Regions from separate parts of the Rattus norvegicus genome. Here region 2 is linked to region 1. The links are chromatin contacts, called in public Hi-C maps. All regions are on one chromosome and are shown on one strand. Each heading gives the region's core, a stretch centred on a gene start, on an enhancer-like site or on the middle of the called end of the contact. The rest is flanking DNA. Distances are from core to core; before and after follow the strand shown. Region 1 overlaps Zfhx3 (zinc finger homeobox 3). Region 2 overlaps LOC120098483 (a long non-coding RNA gene).

Region 1 (5,083 bases), core at 1,772-4,271:
GTCAGAGACCCCACCCTGGGAAGGTTTTCGAGGGAGAGCCAGGGAGGAAGGGGCAGTTTCGGTTGTAGAAGGTCAACTCAGGCATGGGGAGGGGTTTTGTTGTGTTTCCATCTGTGTTACTGTCTTAGTTAGGATTGGTTCTATGGCTGTGAAGAGGCACCGTGCCCAAGGCAAGCAAAATGTAATTGGTGTTGGTGTTGAGTCTCAGAGAATTTAGTCCATTAGCGTCTTAGAGCAGCCTGCATGCAGACACGGTCTGGAGGAGCCGAGAGGTCCACATCTTGATCCAAAGGCAGCCAGGAGGAGCGTTGGCCAGCCTTGAGCATATGTATGAGACCTCGAAGCGCCACCCCAAAGTGACACACTTCATTCTAACAAGGCCACAGCTCCTAATAGTGCCACTTCCCATGGGCCAAGCATATTCAAACCACCACAGTTACCTTTGCTACACAGAGATCCAGTCTTTACTAAGCTGTTGAGGTGAGCTACAGACAAGGTAGACGACAGCCAAACCTCATGGGCCCCAAGGGAAGAACGTTTTGCTGACAGGCCCCAAAGGCCCTATGTCTCTTCCAAGGTCATCTGTGTGTTATCATGGTCTGGGTGCTTGATTTCTAATCATGACCCTCCCGTTTGCTGGGTGACAATACTTAGTCCCTTAACCCTTCTGTGCCTCTGTGTTTAAATAAGATAGTGATTAAGAGGAATGCCTTGCGTGTATTAACACCGGAAGTTTAGAGCAAGGCCCAGAGTAGAGTAAGCTTTGTGTATGGAGTTTAATAGTCAAGAAGCTTGAGGAAAACCAGTAGCAATCTCTCTTAGCCTTGTCCATTTAAACATATATATATATATCTATATCTATAGATATATAGATATATATCATATCTATATCAGGAGCACCAAAACGGGCTTCAGGTCTGGCCCCTGATATTTGGAATGTATGTATGTTTCTAGCATCCCACGTGGGTCCTAAGGACATTATTAAAGAACTACCGCTTGCAAAGCTCCTACTATGTGCAGCACCCTGTGCTGCCACTTGGTGTGTGCTTTTCACACGCATGCAGCCTTGTCGAGGGCAGTTCAGCTAAAGCTTGTTCCGTCTTTATGATTCAGAGTGAGCACTGCCTTCCCTCCCACTGCCCTTAGTCATGACTAGCAACCAGGAGGCCACTTGAAGGAGTAAAACGAGAACAGTAGAACCCACACCCATAGCAAGGCTCTCTTTCCGTACGCATTCATCCAGGCAATGGGCCCCCCCTCAGTCCTTACCTCCAGAAGACTGGAAGAAACAGCAACTTAGGGGTGCACCTTGTCACATGCAAAGTTAAAGGCTTCTTTGCTGAGCTCTTCAGACAGTCCTCCTCTGACCTGAAGGGTAATTTTGTAATGTCAGGCTTTATCGAAGTTCTTGGGCCCAGTTTGATCTTGGACTGGATCTTTTCTGATCCTTCTCTTAGGGTCCTTGGCTGGTATTTTGTAAAAAAAAAAAAAAAACAAAAAAAACAAAAAAAAAAAAAACAATAATTAAGAAAAACTGTTTCTTTCATTTGCTCCCCAAATTGAGCTGTTCCTGTCTGATTAAGCACAACAGAGATGGCTTCCTCTCCACAAACAAGTAAATAGTGATTTCACAATTTGTTGTGTTGATTAGTGGCCACTGCCAATGCAGATTAATAATATTTCAAATGGGTCTGGATAATTGGCATTTTTCTCAGCTATCGATCATGTAGTTTGGAGGTTTGAGCAGGCACGGATAGTCTTGAAGATTTTAGTTACTTGTCTTCTGCTTCTTGTGGTCTCCCATTGTGCGGGCCTCTCCGTAGGATCCTCAGTGATACGGTGCGGCCGTTACCCTTGGGTGGCCCTGAGACAAACCAGATGGTCATCTGTCAGAGAGCTCAGTGCCCGCGTCCCTCGCTTCATGCTGGGCACTAGGCAGAGTCCCAAGGATTACAAGGGGCCTTGGTCTTCAGGGTATGTGACGTTGTCCTGGGGCTTCCGGGTGTTTGTCATCAAAAGGATTTGCAGGGACTTGTCCACTGATCAGAGCATTCAGCACCCTAATGGAGCTCATAACTCTGAGAAAGTGAAATTTAGGTTTTGTTTCATTTTTAACAAATATAAATTCAAGTAGGCACATCATGTGGCTCAGAAAGAACAAGACAAACCCCGAAAGAATCTATCACAGGCACTCTGATTCTGTACGTCTTCCTAAATAGGAGGCTGCGGGGTTGACCTTCTTGGTTAGGTTAAGCATGCCACTGGCCACACAGCTGCCGACTGCTTCCTGGCCGGGTGGGCGGGACTTCTGACACCAGTCACAGCCCCTGCTTCATCCCAGGTGCCATTGCTTTCCCTGCACACCATAGGTGCTTTCCAGATGAGAGCATACCTGGTTCTCAACCTCACCCTATAGACATTTATACCCTATAGAGGTTTATAGGTTTATAGATGCTATAGACATTTATAGATAGCTACCCTCTCCTTTCTGCCCTCTTGCTGTCTAGAAAGCTCAGGCGGGGCGCAGAAATCACGCAGGCAGATAAGAGAACTGCATCCTGGTCCATCCCCACTCCCAACGTCAGGGCAGAACCTACTCTTAGTAGAACCGACTCCCCAACCCCCCACTTCTTGGGTATGGGCTTCTCAGTCTAAGGGTTTGATCTGGTTGACTTCTCTGACCAAGAGCGAGGAACAGACCTCAAAGTTTTACAGTAAAGATGAAAATACCAGTGAGTTCAAAATGACCTGGATCTTCGTCTGCTGGATGTGCCAACTGGATGGCTCAACTTGTAAAACCATTTCCAAAGGCAAACCCGATGGCCAGAGTTCCATCCCTGGACCATTCCCCCCACCACGCACGCATGCACGCATACACACACGCACTCACACAGTGGAAGGGAGAAAACCAGCTCCGACTTCCACATGTGCACACTGGCACATTTGTACGCTTAAGGTGCACACACTGAACAAAAGGAACCTCAAGGGAAGCGGGTCATTGACATAGAAAGGCATGAACTTAGGAAGGCTAGTTACTAGCTAATGAGTAACATTGGTTGGAAGATTTACTCACAGACACCCCGAGCGCACTGTCTGTGAAACACGGTCCACTAACACCCCCCAGCCCTGCCATCCGTGGGCTCCTTGGTAGTGAGCAGTGGTGAATACACGAGCCAGTGGTTAGCAGAGCCAACACAAGTAGGAAGCTTTCTTTCAGGTTGCTGGTGGTTGGGGCGGAGCGGAGCAGATCTGCTAATGCACTGCCGTTTCCGTCCAACTCTGTGGTTTCTCTCCTCTGAAACTTGAACATGACCCCCTTGTCGTCATTTGCCGGAGTGGATGTGAGCATGAGCGTTTGAGATTGAAGAGCCCCCAGTGTCCCCCACTGAACGGTGATTAATGCCGTGATTAGCCAAGTCAATCATTAATTGCTATAAATTAAGTGATATACAATTAATGCGGTGCTTTATCACCAATAATTAGGGGACAAGATTGAGCTCTTGGCAAAGAACCATACTGAGATGGTTATTGAAAGGCTGCAAGCCACCATGGTCTCTAGCCACAGAGCGCCAGAGTCTGGCTTCGGGGGACTTGAGACAGGGTGACCAGGGGATGCTCCTGCTTCCGTAAGAGGGGGCAGGGCACCAGCCTAGCCTAAAACAGAGGCATGGGGATGCTCTTAAAAGTCTGAGGCTGCTGTGCCTACGCGTACTTTTGTTAAATGTTAGAAGCGTAGTTTGAGCGCTCGCTCTCCCTCTCTCTCCTGGAGATCCGTGATGCTCACCTAACGCAGAGCAATCAGTGCATCGGAGCGTCCATGATTTGAATCTATGGGAGATGGCTATTAGAGAAGGTATTAGTGGGCGAGTGTGGGGGAAAGTGTGTTTATGGGCTGCGGTGCCAGCAAGCATGATTTCAATCGGATTTGACATGTTTAACATAAATGTATAGTGCACGGCTCCTGCGGCCTATGAATAATTCCTGCGGAGCCACCGCCCTTCTAATTACCGAGTTTGGGAGGAAAAAAAAAAAAGCAGGTCAGGCACATCCTGGTGGAAACCTATTACCAGCCTGTCCCGCTCCGCCGTTGTTTACAGCTCTGTATAAATAGAGATGCCGTTGTACGGGGGACTTAATGCCCAGAACAGAATCTGTCGAAGAATGGAGAGGGCTGCTGCCTTTAATTCCTCCTCCTCTTCCTCTTCATCCTCCTCCTTCCTCCCTCCCACCCATCCCTCTCCTCCTTTTTTAATTGGGTTAGATACCTAGAGACAAAACAAGGTCCACGCTAAGAGGAAACATGATGGGTTGGGGAGAGCCCGTGATCTTCAGTTTCCAAACCTGCAAACAGCAGGTTGGACCAAATTCCAGATCTTAAAATCCTGGAACCGTAAATGTTTAATCAGATGAGGCATTGCTGGAGGGTAGTATAAACCTCAAAGAACATTAGCCACTAAAGTCAGAGCATTAATAACTTTCGTAGGTCTGTAATATAGCAAGGGCCTGGGGGAAGGGTTCAAACAGGCTTTCTCCAAAGGGGAGGGGGAGTGTCAAGACAGCACCACGCCCATGTTTCCTGGTGGGATAGCAGAGACCGCGGGCCCTTCTCACTCTGTCGTCACAGCCAGCATGGAACAGGTGTCAGTGCAAATGCCACATGAACACCTCTGAGTGGTCACTTCCAGCACTCGGGCCTGTTCGAACCTCTACAGGAGTAGCCCCACTCTGTAGCATTCAGGCTCGCATTCCCTACCGTGCCGCGCCTCTTGTCTTTGCAGTCTAGTGTGAGCAGGGGATGCTGGGAGCCTCGTTCATGTGGCCTCCTTAGTCATCCATGGCCTTGCCAGTGGACACTGTATCTGGGTTTTTATTTTCACACAGCTAGAAATTGCATAGCCGTCAGCTCCTCCAGGGTCTACTTGTAACACCCCCGCCCCCTTTTGCCATGTCCAGACTGCTTTTAGCAGAGCTTTGCTGCTTACAGTCATTGCTGGCAGAATTCTGTCTCAGGGCTGAGAAGGGACCATCGACTCTTTTTATTTTGGAAAGCAAAAATAGATGCGGGGCGTGGTGCATGCTAAAC
Region 2 (5,213 bases), core at 469-2,968, 230 kb after region 1:
GAATAAAAGTTACTTTTACATCCAAGAGATAAATTGGTTCTGGTTCCGTTTTTTAGCACCAGTTTTATGGTCCCATTGATTCCTTCTCCTGTTACTTACAGCAAAGCATTTAAACTGTTGACCTAGACTACAGTTACTATCACCGGGGATATTGTTAGACGTTGGAAGCTGTAGGCCATGCTTACTGAATCTTAATGTCTTGATGTGGACTCTGACCATGGGCATTTCAATAAGTCTACCATGTTATTCTGATGCCCACCAAAGTTTGAGAACTGTGTCCTAGAATGTGTGAAACTTCTTTCTCAACCTTTCCCTCCTACACTGTCCGTGTTAACCCTTTGTTGATTATATGAGTCTCATTAACATTTTTGATTGCTGGCTCCCTTCTCTCTCTCTCTCTCTCTCTCTCTCTCGTATGTGTGTGTTTGGTCATTTTTGGTTCACAGATGGGCATGTGTAGGATTATAAACGCTACAATGATTGATATTAATGTGTAGAAATGGGCGAGTCTATTCTGTTAGGCTTTTAGAATAGTCAGTCCAGTCAGAAAGAACTAAGGTTAGATTTTTTAAAATTTGGCTCCCTTGGGTTTTTCTAGCATTGTCTTGTGTTGAAGGTTAGTGCTGGTTTGCCTGAATGCTTAGTCCATTCATCTGCTTGTTTGTCAATGCTAATATTCTACTCACGCCCAGAGCCTTTCCTGCGTGTCTACACTATAGAGATAACAAAGAATTTCTCTCCACCTCATTCCAATGGCTGATTCATTTGCTGCTTGCTAGTCTGGCAAAGTGTAGAAAGAAGAGTTCAGGGCCCTGGCTCCATTCCTTAGGCGTGTCCTTCTGTCCTAAGATGTGGGGGCATTGGGATGCCCCTGACATCAGAGGACAGTTTGAGGCCTTCTCTGGGTGGCTGATAGCTTCGGTTCTGTGCTTCTGGGTATTTCTGCAGCATGACCACTTGCCTCTTCTAGGCCTGGGTCACAGCAGGAAGCTTTCTCTTTATTTACTCAATAAATATTCACCTGTACACATTTTCTTCAGTCCTTGTCTGTCGGGGTGGATATTTTCAGAACTTTCATTTGGCCTGGGTTGTTTGTTTGCAACAACTTTAACCAGAATCTTCTTGCTCATTTCTTTATGTTCTGTTAGTGTTGAATCCAGGTAAGTCAGTGCTCACACCCTTGTCTTCTTAAAGACATTAGCCTGTCCTTAAATTTCAAGTTAGTTTCCTTTCTTGTATCTTCAGATGTAACAAAGGCAAAGGGGGTAATAATTTACATATCATTTATATTTTTGTTAGTTTGGTAGTAATGCTGCTTTTGACTTTTTCTCTTTTTTATGACCTGGACTCAGGTTGCAGTCTGACCTTAAATTCGTTGTATAGTTGAAGATGACCTTGAACTTTTGATCCACCTATCTCCATGGGGATTACAGGTGTGTACCACCATGTCTGATCACACAAACACACACACACACACACACACACACACACACACACACACACACACACAGAGCCAGCCCTCTACCACATGAGTTACCTCTCTAGCCTTATTTCATAGATCTTTTTATGGTTACTCTTTATGGGGGTAAAGGAATCAGTCTTTGACCATTAGGTAATTGTTGGCTATAAACCATCTCCAAGTTTTTTGTTTGATAAGTAAGGATGTTCATTAGACATTTCATCATTGGTACAAAACACCCGACACAACTCAGCAGGAGGAATTATTTATTTTGGCTGTGTGCATGGTCTGACTTTATTAGTTCTAGATAAACCTGGATGAAGCAAAATATCATGCAGTGGGAATATGTGACAGAAGCTACTTACCTCATGGTGGATGGCAAACAGTAGGTGGAGAGACCCTGGTTATGGTCGTCAAATGTCCATATCCAGTGAGCTACATTCTCTAGCTAAGTTCTAGCACCTCCTAAACTGTGTACCAATGGTTTAAAACCTGAGCTTGAAGGGACATTTCATTTTCATTTTCAAACGATAGCATTCTGCTCTTAGCCCAGAAAAGTTTACGGCCATCTCACAATGCAAACTGTACATAGACTGTCTCCTAGAGTCCTCCAAATATTGACAGTTTCAATGTTGTTCAGAAGTCCAAGTCCAAGGTCTTTTGTGAGACTCGATGCAAATGCTTAGCTGGGAGACCCTGTGAAATGAAAAGATAGTTATATACTTCTGAGATAAAATGACCATGAAATAAATATTCCAATTGGAAATGAGAAAAGCAGAAGAGTAGCAAAAAGGAATCTAATGAAAGCAAGACTGAGGCAGAGGGGTGATCTCTGAATGCTTAGCTCCATGATTTGCATGTTTGTGTGCAACCCCAACTGTCCGGCCTTGCCATTTGAAGCCTGCATGGGCTCTTTTGGGCAATGGCTTCACTCATTGTAATTTCTCATTCTTGGTGTCTTCTCTGTCCAAGCATCTCCATTTCAGCTCCTGCCATGTCCTCAGCTTTACACACTGCCCTCAGCACCCCGCCCAGCAGGGGCTCCAAGTCTACCTACTGCCTCTCCTTTCAGGATTTCTTTTAAAATCTTGGTGAAAAGTGCTTACATTTTGTGTCCACAAGACCAGCATCATACAGACAGAAAAACTCTGCCATCAGCTAGAGCAATTGACAGACCATGGGCCAAGGACACTGAATGCTGGGCAGTTGAGTACAGTGAAAGAAATCCTAGTTAGTCTGTGTAGAAAGGGTGCTCTAGAGGCTCTCTTTTCTCAGGAGAATGTCTGCTAAATTTATCTGCTCTTTCATATCCTTGAGTCTGCCCTGGGAGATATCTGGACAGTTCAAGAAAGACGCACACAGCATCCTTCCTATTGCTTCAATGCATAGTGCTTGGCTGATGTTAATGGTGCTAACCTTTCCAGAGACCATGCCTCCCTTAGCTCCAGCCTTACAGACTTCTGAGATCACCTGAAGGTTTGTCAGGGCTTCCTACTTTGCATTATTTTTCTTCTGTATACACCATAAATCTGACTAATAGCAGCCCTTCATAACTGTGCATGGTCCGAATACTGGAGTGCCTTAAAGAATTCCTCTTCTGGATTAACTAACCCATCATGTTTAAAGTCCCGTAGACTCAGGCACAGTGGAAGTGGGAACAACTCATTACTGGTTTTAGATCTTACAACAATGAGATCTACTCTAACTCCCATGAGTCTTTGTTCCCTCCTGAAACCTCATCAGCACAGGCTGCTGTCCACTCTCTGGTCTTCTAACCCATTAAGTTTTGCTTACAGTAGTTGAGTCTTTCTCTCGCCCACTTCTCCACACTGTGCCTAAACTTTCCCACAGCCTAGCTATAACAGCTCAGTGATCCCACTCCTCTGATACTAGTCTGTGTTGGGTCTTTCAACACCAAGACTTGGGGAAACTGTTTATTTCAAATGGAAATTTCAGAGGTTTCAGTCCACAGTCTTTGACTGAATCGATCCCAGGCTTTCGATTTGAGGGATTAATTATTGATGGCAGCATCAGCACATGGCAGAGATTCGTCCTTTCCTCAGAGTTGACAAGAAGCAATGAGAGACAGGGGTGGTGGTGGTGGGGAGACAACAGGCTTACATAAGAGATACTGTTCAAAGGCATGTACCACGGCACTACTTTTATTCACGTCTGTCTTCTAAAGTTTCTTTTTCTTTTTTTATTAACTTGAGTATTTCTTATATACATTTCAAGTGTTATTCCCTTTCCCGGTTTCCGGGCAAACATCCCCCTCCCCCCTCCCCTTCCTTATGGGTGTTCCCCTCCCAACCCTCCCCCCATTGCCGCCCTCCCCCCATAGTCTAGTTCACTGGGGGTTCAGTCTTAGCAGGACCCAGGGCTTCCCCTTCCACTGGTGCTCTTACTAGGATATTCATTGCTACCTATGGGGTCAGAGTCCAGGGTCAGTCCATGTATAGTCTTTAGGTAGTGGCTTAGTCCCTGGAAGCTCTGGTTGCTTGACATTGTTGTACTTTTGGGGTCTCGAGCCCCTTCAAGCTCTTCCAGTTCTTTCTCTGATTCCTTCAACGGGGGACCTATTCTCAGTTCAGTGGTTTGCTGCTGGCATTCGCCTCTGTATTTGCTGTATTCTGGCTGTGTCTCTCAGGAGCGATCTACATCCGGCTCCTGTCGGTCTGTACTTCTTTGCTTCATCCATCTTGTCTAATTGGGTGGCTCTATATGTATGGGCCACATGTGGGGCAGGCTCTGAATGGGTGTTCCTTCAGTCTCTGTTTTAATCTTTGCCTCTCCCTTCCCTGCCAAGGGTATTCTTTTTCCTCATTTAAAGAAGGAGTGAAGCATTCACATTTTGATCATCCGTCTTGAGTTTCGTTTGTTCTAGGGATCTAGGGTAATTCAAGCATTTGGGCTAATAGCCACTTGTCAATGAGTGCATACCATGTATATCTTTCTGTGATTGGGTTAGCTCACTCAGGATGATATTTTCCAGTTCCAACCATTTGCCTATGAATTTCATAAACTCGTTGTTTTTGATAGCTGAGTAATATTCCATTGTGTAGATGTACCACATTTTCTGTATCCATTCCTCTGTTGAAGGGCATCTGGGTTCTTTCCAGTTTCTGGCTATTATAAATAAGGCTGCGATGAACATAGTGGAGCACGTGTCTCTTTTGTATGTTGAGGAATCTTTTGGGTATATGCCCAAGAGAGGTATAGCTGGATCCTCAGGCAGTTCAATGTCCAATTTTCTGAGGAACCTCCAGACTGATTTCCAGAATGGTTGTACCAGTCTGCAATCCCACCAACAATGGAGGAGTGTTCCTCTTTCTCCACATCCTCGCCAGCATCTGCTGTCACCTGAGTTTTTGATCTTAGCCATTCTCACTGGTGTGAGGTGAAATCTCAGGGTTGTTTTGATTTGCATTTCCCTTATGACTAAAGATGTTGAACATTTCTTTAGGTGTTTCTCAGCCATTCGGCATTCCTCAGCTGTGAATTCTTTGTTTAGCTCTGAACCCCATTTTTAATAGGGTTATTTGTTTCCCTGCGGTCTAACTTCTTGAGTTCTTTGTATATTTTGGATATAAGGCCTCTATCTGTTGTAGGATTGGTAAAGATCTTTTCCCAATCTGTTGGTTGCCGTTTTGTCCTAACCACAGTGTCTTTTGCCTTACAGAAGCTTTGCAGTTTTATGAGATCCCATTTGTTGATTCTTGATCTCAGAGCATAAGCCATTGGTGTTTTGTTCAGG

Evidence for each region. A called contact is a pair of places that touch in the nucleus more often than the background predicts.
Region 2: a Hi-C map of liver shows a contact between it and region 1, with 2.7 times the contacts expected there. The contact joins two enhancer-like sites. A contact is called at or near these places in 2 of 12 Hi-C or Micro-C datasets (hepatocytes and liver).

The regions. Positions count from the first base shown.
Region 1 is chr19:53,751,095-53,756,177 of GRCr8, forward strand. All of the region lies in intron 5 of Zfhx3 (zinc finger homeobox 3), which reads left to right. Among named protein-coding and RNA genes, the nearest start is that of Zfhx3, 200 kb to the left of the region's middle. Within about 2 kb of position 3,022, at least 3 of the 93 cell types and tissues checked have an H3K27ac peak or open chromatin away from gene starts, as enhancers often do. A contact at or near this core is called in liver, where this site is marked.
Region 2 is chr19:53,983,178-53,988,390 of GRCr8, forward strand. LOC120098483 (a long non-coding RNA gene) reads right to left here. Exons shown (of 3, transcript XR_005496694.2): 3 at 1,709-2,155. Among named protein-coding and RNA genes, the nearest start is that of Pmfbp1, 380 kb to the right of the region's middle. Within about 2 kb of position 1,719, at least 2 of the 93 cell types and tissues checked have an H3K27ac peak or open chromatin away from gene starts, as enhancers often do. A contact at or near this core is called in liver, where this site is marked.